2 separate regions of the Mus musculus genome follow, and region 1 is linked to region 2. The links are chromatin contacts, called in public HiChIP or PLAC-seq maps. All regions are on one chromosome and are shown on one strand. The core of a region is the stretch at or near the end of the contact, and the rest is flanking DNA. Distances in the headings are between cores, read along the strand shown.

What was found. HiChIP or PLAC-seq counts read pairs in DNA pulled down with a chosen protein or histone mark.
Region 1: an H3K27ac HiChIP or PLAC-seq map of bone marrow-derived dendritic cells shows a contact between it and region 2, with 2.4 times the contacts expected there. The contact joins the enhancer-like site here to the promoter of Fxyd2 in region 2. A contact is called at or near these places in 25 of 484 Hi-C or Micro-C datasets (the AML12 cell line, B cells, the CH12 cell line and 21 more), 1 of 115 datasets of contacts at active chromatin or transcription factors (bone marrow-derived dendritic cells) and 2 of 9 other capture datasets (embryonic stem cells and pancreatic islet).

Annotation. Positions count from the first base shown.
Region 1 is chr9:45,518,722-45,522,156 of GRCm38.p6, reverse strand. The region is part of intron 3 of Dscaml1 (DS cell adhesion molecule like 1); the gene reads right to left. Among named protein-coding and RNA genes, the nearest start is that of 4833428L15Rik, 89 kb to the right of the region's middle. Within about 2 kb of position 1,411, at least 8 of the 459 cell types and tissues checked have an H3K27ac peak or open chromatin away from gene starts, as enhancers often do. A contact at or near this core is called in bone marrow-derived dendritic cells, where this site is marked.
Region 2 is chr9:45,404,699-45,408,349 of GRCm38.p6, reverse strand. Fxyd2 (FXYD domain-containing ion transport regulator 2) reads right to left here and starts at 2,260. Exons shown (of 6, transcript NM_007503.4): 1 at 2,184-2,260; 2 at 206-244; 3 at 1-50. The coding sequence starts at 2,220.

The DNA of each region.
Region 1 (3,435 bases), core at 162-2,661, 110 kb before region 2:
GGCCAGCTAGTGATGGACTGGTCTGCTTTGCTCTGTCAATCACTAATACTCATTAAAAAAGAAAAAAACAAACAGGATTCTAAGACATATGTAAGAGGAGCCATGATTGACATGAGTCCTTGTCAAATGTTCCTTCTGCCCGCCCTTCTGTACAATGTACTGGCAATGGCACATATCAGAAAGTTCCTGCCAGGGGTGGCCCTTTAAAAGACACTGGCGTTCCTTAAACATGGTATACCTTCTTTTCTCTCTTTAAATGATGTGAAACTGAAAAGAGAGAGGGGAGAGCTTGGGGATGGGGTGGCGATGGTGCGGAAGATGCCTGGGTGCTGAGGAATGATGCCAACCTGGGTAACAACATCCCCTGGAGAAAAAACAATCATGAGAGACAAATGGGCTTTGATAGCTCGCTCATGGTCAATTAAAAATCCCAATTAACACTTCTGAGAAATAGTTCAATATTTGTCAGTGAGGGTAGGGTGCGTGGAGATGCATGTGGAGGCAGGACGGAGAGGATGCTGGGAAGCTATGGGAAGATACCCTCCTCAACCCGCTTCAACAAAACCAGCAGCGGCCAGGTGGGGAAGGGACCTGGCCCTTGACTCTTCCCACGTTCAAGTTAATCCCTGCACTTTCAAACCAGTCTCTTGGAGGCAGCTCGGCCCCTTTGGCATGCTGCTTACTCCCTCTCTTCTGCCACTCCTCGTTTATCCCCCACAGGGACCTGGTCCTACATGCAGCTTCGGTGTCTGGCTCGAAGAAGTCATCGCCTTCCTACCCTCAGTCCCAGTGACCTGAGTGTTCCAGGCAGACTGTCATTCATGCCCACAGCAAACACTTGTCCAGCATCATAAACTCCCACATCATAAACTTCTGTGTCCTGCTCCCCATGGACAGTCCCGTGGACTAAACCACTTTGTACAGACCCTGGCTCCGCATCCTTCTCCCAACACCTTGGCTAGGCCCTAAGCACATCCTGTTTGGCTTGCTTCTTTCTTTTCTGGTTCCCCAAGTGACTCTCCTCTCCCTTGCAATACCAATGTCCCTAAAATGCAAGCAGGATCCTACTGACGCCCTGCCCAGGAGAAGCCAGTGGTGCTGTTAGATGTTCAGACAGTCCCCTATTTTTCCTCTTTTCATCATCTCTCTTCTTGGATTCAGGATATCTCTTGTTGGTATGGAACTCACCAAGTAGGTTAAGCTGCCAAGGAATGGATGATCTCGCCCTGGGATAGGTTTGTTGGTCAGTGAGCCTCGGGGATCATCTTGTCAGTGCTAGGGTTATAAGTGAATGCTACCATATCAGGCATTTTTACATAGGTTCTGGAGACCAAACTCAAGCCTCATGCATTTGCTGACTGAGCTGTATCCCCAGTGCCTAGATGACCTTTTGTGAATCTAGCTGTCCCCATAGCCCACACTTCCTCATACCAGTCTCTGGATTCCCTTAGAGCATAGCACTCTCACAGTGGGCCTCCACTGCTGAACATTCTCTTGGTTTTCCTGCTAGTAAACAGCTGCCCTTCTTTCAGAAGTTACCTGGAACCCCTCCTACCCTAGGAAGCCCTCTTAGGCTGCTGGTCCTCTCTACCTTGATTTGGGTCATTTTCTGTGTGTTCTGTGTGCTTGTTTACAGCATACAGTCCCCCTCATTACACCATAGCATTGAAGCTTGAAGGCGAAGCCCCTGTCTTCTGTCTATCTCCTGACACACAGTAGATTTTTGTTGTAGATTTGCTGCATGCATGAGTGTTCAATACAGCTTTAAAGACTTTGAGTAATTGTCAAGTTTTTGTGACTCAGACAGCACTTCCCATTGGGTTTCATTATAAAACCAGAGGTGTTTTATTTTCATTTTAACAGTTGGCATCTTATCACTGGTCTTAATTCTTTATGTGTTTTCCCTTAAATCAACCCCAGAATGGTGTAGAAGCCCATCGTTAAAGGGTGCTTTTGACTAACCCCTATTGTAAAACAGGAGGCCTCTCTGGAATGCAAATAACCATCTCCTAATTTGGCTACTTGTAAGTTGGAATTTGAAGGTTTCTTAAATTAGCAGTGCAAACTTGCAGTTTCTCTGGAAATGGCATGACGGTTGTAGCTCAGAACTTGAAGGCGCAGAGAGAAGGGCTCAGAATCTGGAGCAAGAGGCAGATCTATGGCCACTGGGAACGGAAGTCAGGCAGTACAGAATGCAAGAGCCCCAGTGTGCAGCGATGCCTGTGAAGGCTCACAGCTCAGCTTCCAGCTCTGAGTCACTCCTGGGCTTTTTCATCGCAGCCTTCACTAGGTGACCTGTACCACCTCATGTTCTGGCTAAGAGGGGCTACAAAGATTACTCTTTTTCTTCCTTGGGTTATTTCGCCACTCCTACCCCCGACTATTCAGATCTCTGTCTGGTCTTTGCTTTGGACTCCACCTGACACCCTCTCCTGGTTCCACACTCTTGGATTCTGACCTGGGAGACACTGTTTATTAAACAGCAGGGAAATATTAACACCAAACAAACTAACTACTTCTGAGGTTGCTAGGTTTTGGGTCCCAGGAACCTTGGTTTCCAAGTGACTAAGGAGGATTTTAGCTCTATTTGCTTGACTTATCAAAACTCAAAATAGGAATCTTCACCTACTCCTGATATTCTGGAAAACCTGGAAGCAAGGTTTCCCTTCTGGTCAGGACAATACCAGGCAGATGAGTGGAAGAAGTAAGTTGTTTGCCCCCGAGGACTGTGGTACCCTGAGATTCAGAGACTTATACCCGGAAAAGTCCTCAGTGCCCAGCCCAGAATCGTGCACGTTGCGTCAGTCTGAGACCCACTGCAAGGGAAGAGGAGCAGCTACAACACTGTGAGAATCTTGACCTCTGCCATCCCAATCCTGCAGGGGCAGGCACTGGGCCCACCCTGGCCAGCTCTGCTCTGGCACTGTCCGGTTTCTTCCTCATTAAGCAATGCTATCCCTGTTCTGCATCCAGGACATTGAGACTCAGAATACTAGGTAACTTGTCTAAAAATCACAAAACACTGTCCAGATCCATTCACGCTCTTAACATCTGTGTGGAAAAGAGAAGGTGAGATGGACCGGGAAATGGGTGGGAAAGAGGGAGAGAGGGAGGGGAGGCAGGAAGGGAAAAGAAGGAGAGATAAAGAGATAGATAGATAGATAGATAGATAGATAGAGAGAGACAGAGACAGAGAGAGATAAATAGAGATAGAGTCAGAGGGAGGGAGTGGGGAAGGCAGGTAACCATCTAGGAACAAGATGGCAATAAAATGAGAGGGAGAGAGAAGAGAGGGGAGAGAGAGAGAGAGAGAGATATGATTATCATTCCTTAGACTTCTTCCCTATAAACGTAAAAGGCCCTCACATAGCTGTTCTCTTTTCTTTCTAGAACCCAACATGGTAGCCATTTCCTGACTGCCATCTTACCTTTTCG
Region 2 (3,651 bases), core at 1,011-3,510:
GAAGGCCAGGCCCGCGAAGATCAGGCCTCCTTTGCGGACGGTTTCATAGTCTTGGAGAGAGGAGACATGCGCAGTGGTGTAGGCACGCCCCCTCACAGACCTCCCAAAGTCCACCCGCGAGGCAGCCCCGCCATGTTAAGAGCAGATAGCAGGAACCCAGGGCTGGAAGCCATCTGACGGAGTAGGCAGGGGAGGACCGGCTTACCGTACTCGAAGGGATTCTCTGTCCCCTTGGCACTGCCACCTGAGAAGAGAGCCAGGGGTGGGATGAGCAAGAAATCACAACCCCAGAGTAGTGGGAACTCCAGAGTTCTCAAACGAACTCCCAGGATCGAGATGAAGAGAAGGCTGGCTAGAGTGACCCAGTGAAGAGGGGACCTGTGAGGACGCCCTAAAGGTTACATCACATGGGCATCATGGGATCAGACGCTGGGCATCTGAATAGAAACCTGCCCTGTCTGAAGGGACCTCAGTCTCCGGAGGGCGTGGTCCTCCCCAGCTCCCAGCTCTGTATCATAACGAAGTCAGGCCAAAAAGCCAACTCCCAGGAAGCCCCCAGAGGCCTCTATTGATATAATTCCACGTCCTCGGGGAAAGGCAATGTCTGAAATAAATTAAGGCGGAAAGCAGAGCCTCTGTGTTCAAGGAACGGGAGAAGGAATCAAGGGCCCACTGGAGTCTTCGTAAGGACACAGTGGAAATGGAAGGCAGAATCAGGGCTTGACTCATCCTAGCTTCTACTCTGCTGTGTCACTGTCCTCCGGACATACTTAACGGGCAGGAGGAGCACTTAGTTTCTGTGCATTCCCGGCCAAAATGGTCTGAGCATCAGCTCGTACAACCTGAGGCACAGTTGTTATTCCCTCTCATCCACAAGAGACTGGGGCACAGAGAGGGTAAGTAAGTCACCCCACAACCACACAGCGAGTAAGGGGCAGAGCTGGGATTTGAACCCAGGCAAAGCGTCACTATGAGTCTACGTGCTAGGCTCCCTTTCAAGTGACATAGAGGAAGAAGACTTTTTCAGACCAAGCTGCCTGCCCCTGGCCCTGCCTCCTGTGGCTCCTTCACCCTGAAGGAAGCCGATATTCTGCTCTCTGCCAGCCTGAGCTCAGAGCACTTACCCTTGGATAGCTGGTAGTACAATGGCCAGCAAAGCTACAATCACACACACACACCACCCCCATTCCCCACTCCATGCCAGCTGTACTCTCTGCTGCCCTGCTGGAGCCCCTCTTGTCCGGGGCCTTTTCTAAAGGGATGAAAAAGTTAACAATTCCCAGGCAACTTTGAACTGTGCCCCTGTAGTGATCAGCCAGCCGCAGGGTCTGGTGAGTCCAGATCCCTCCAGTAGCCAGAGGGGGTCAGTGCTGGTGAACCTCAGGTATGGGTTGTTCAGAAAGGTCAAAATCTAAGGAGAAGCCACAGTGACCCAGGCTCTGCATCCATGCAGAAAGTCTTCCCACACTTCCGTCATGTTCAAGGTCAAATGGGGAGCTAGCATCAGCCTCAGCCAGATCCAAGACAGGACCCCAAACCCCACCCCACCCCCATTTCCCTTTCAGGAAGCATTTAATGAGTCCCTCTTCCACCAGTGTTCTAGGTCAGAAAACTCAACATCTATGGACCGGCAGGGGTCCTCTTGGGCTCCAGGCCTGAGTCTGTGGATTTCAAAACGCTGGGCTTTTCTTGTGACCCTAAGCCTTCTGGGGAAGGCTAAGCTAAAGGGCTGCTCCTCCCATCTCCAACCCCGGCAGCCCCTGACCACTTTGAAATCTTAGTTCTCCATCCAAGATGAGAAAGTCACACTGGGCAGGGCGTGGAAGGCTGAGGCAGGAAGAATGCAGTGAATTTTAGGTTATTCTGGGCTATATGAGTTCCAGGCCAACCTGGGCTACAGAACAACACCCTGTCACCCAGAACAAAGTCACATGTACACACACACGTACACACACACACACACACACACACACACACAAACACACAACACACATAAACACACACACTTCTGATGCTCCAACTTCTGCTATTCTGCTCTTTTTCTGTGGGGGTGGGGTTGAGGATCCCTTCTGAATGCTAATTTTCTAAGAGAGCCACTGGCTGGGGAACTCCAAGGAACAGGAGAGGGAAGGGGTCTAGCTGCCCACCAGAGCCAGTCCCAGGCAGAGTCCTGCCAGTCTCACCACTGTTCGCTGACAGATCTGATATTTCCCCAGCCATCGGGGCTTCTCCACGACGGTCTTCCTGTGGCCTCTACTATGGGGACAGTGTCTGCCGTGGCCAGGGCAGAGGTGGGGGGGCATTAAATATTAACAGTGTCAGGTAATATTTACCCCAGTCACAAGAAAGGCTGAGTGTCCCCAGAGGGGCTCTTGCTGACCCAGGCAAGGGGAGGTATGGGGGGAGCCAGAGGCAGGGAGGAGCTGCCTGAGGTCTCCAGCCCCTCCCAGAGGAAATTTCCAGAGAGCAGGGCTGGGATGGGCAGCAACAGTATTCTTCCATCAGCCGGGGAAGCCGCAGCTGGGAGTGAGATGAGGAAGTGAGAATTTCAAGATGCACTCTCGGTGAAGGGCACATGGGAAGTATAGATAGGGGTCCTGGGTCGGGATGGGGACTTCCAAGTCCCTTAGCCTCCAGAGCTTCCTGCAAGGCCCTGTGGATAGCACCGTGACAGCTTACATTCTCATGGGGCAGTCATGTCTCCCCGCCGTGTTCCTAAGGAGCCCGGCCTGGCTCCCTTCTTACCACAGTCCTGTGAATCTTGGGTCCCCAGCAGGATCAGCCTCAATAGCACTGCTGTCCCTGACAGCCTGTCCTGACTTGTTTTATTTATCCTGGTCCCGAGGCCACCACAGTTAGCCACTCACACCTCAGTCTGAAATCCTCCACCATCCCTGACTAATGTCCTATCCTGATGCCCAACACTCCCTCTTGCGGCTGTCACCATATGCTTATGACTCTTTCAGGAAGAAGCTCAGCTTGATCTTAGGGCTTACAAAGCATTTTCTAGCTGTTGTCTCCCTTTTGCTTTAGTTCCTCTCTTGACATGAGCTATCTGAGGTATGGAGAAGCTGAGGCCCAAGGTCAAACATCCAGTGAGAGTTGAAGACAAATAATGGCTATCCTTTGAGATCCAGGGCTCAAATGCTATGGCCATACCCACCCACCCACCCCCAGCCTGTCCTGCACTCACTGTAACCATCCCCTTGGTAACTATGGTGTGGATTCTGTAAGACCACAGTCTTCTTTGGGTTCCAGATGGTCGACTTGGCCTCCAAGAAGCTAATATCCAACACTAGCAGATGATATATAAATAGATACACAGGTGATAGGTAAACAAGAAATAGATGATAGATAGATAGATAGATAGATAGATAGATAGATAGATACATACATACATACATACATACATACATACATACCTGCATGCATACCTGCATGCATACAAGCTATATAAGTGATAGGTTGATGGAGAAATGATACCAAGATGGATAATAGATTTATGGATAGATGGATAGATGATAGATAGATAGATAGATAGATAGATAGATAGATAGATAGATAGATAGAGATAGATGGATGAGTGCATGCATAATACATATATATACACATACATAGCTACATACATACAGGCATACATATATACATATG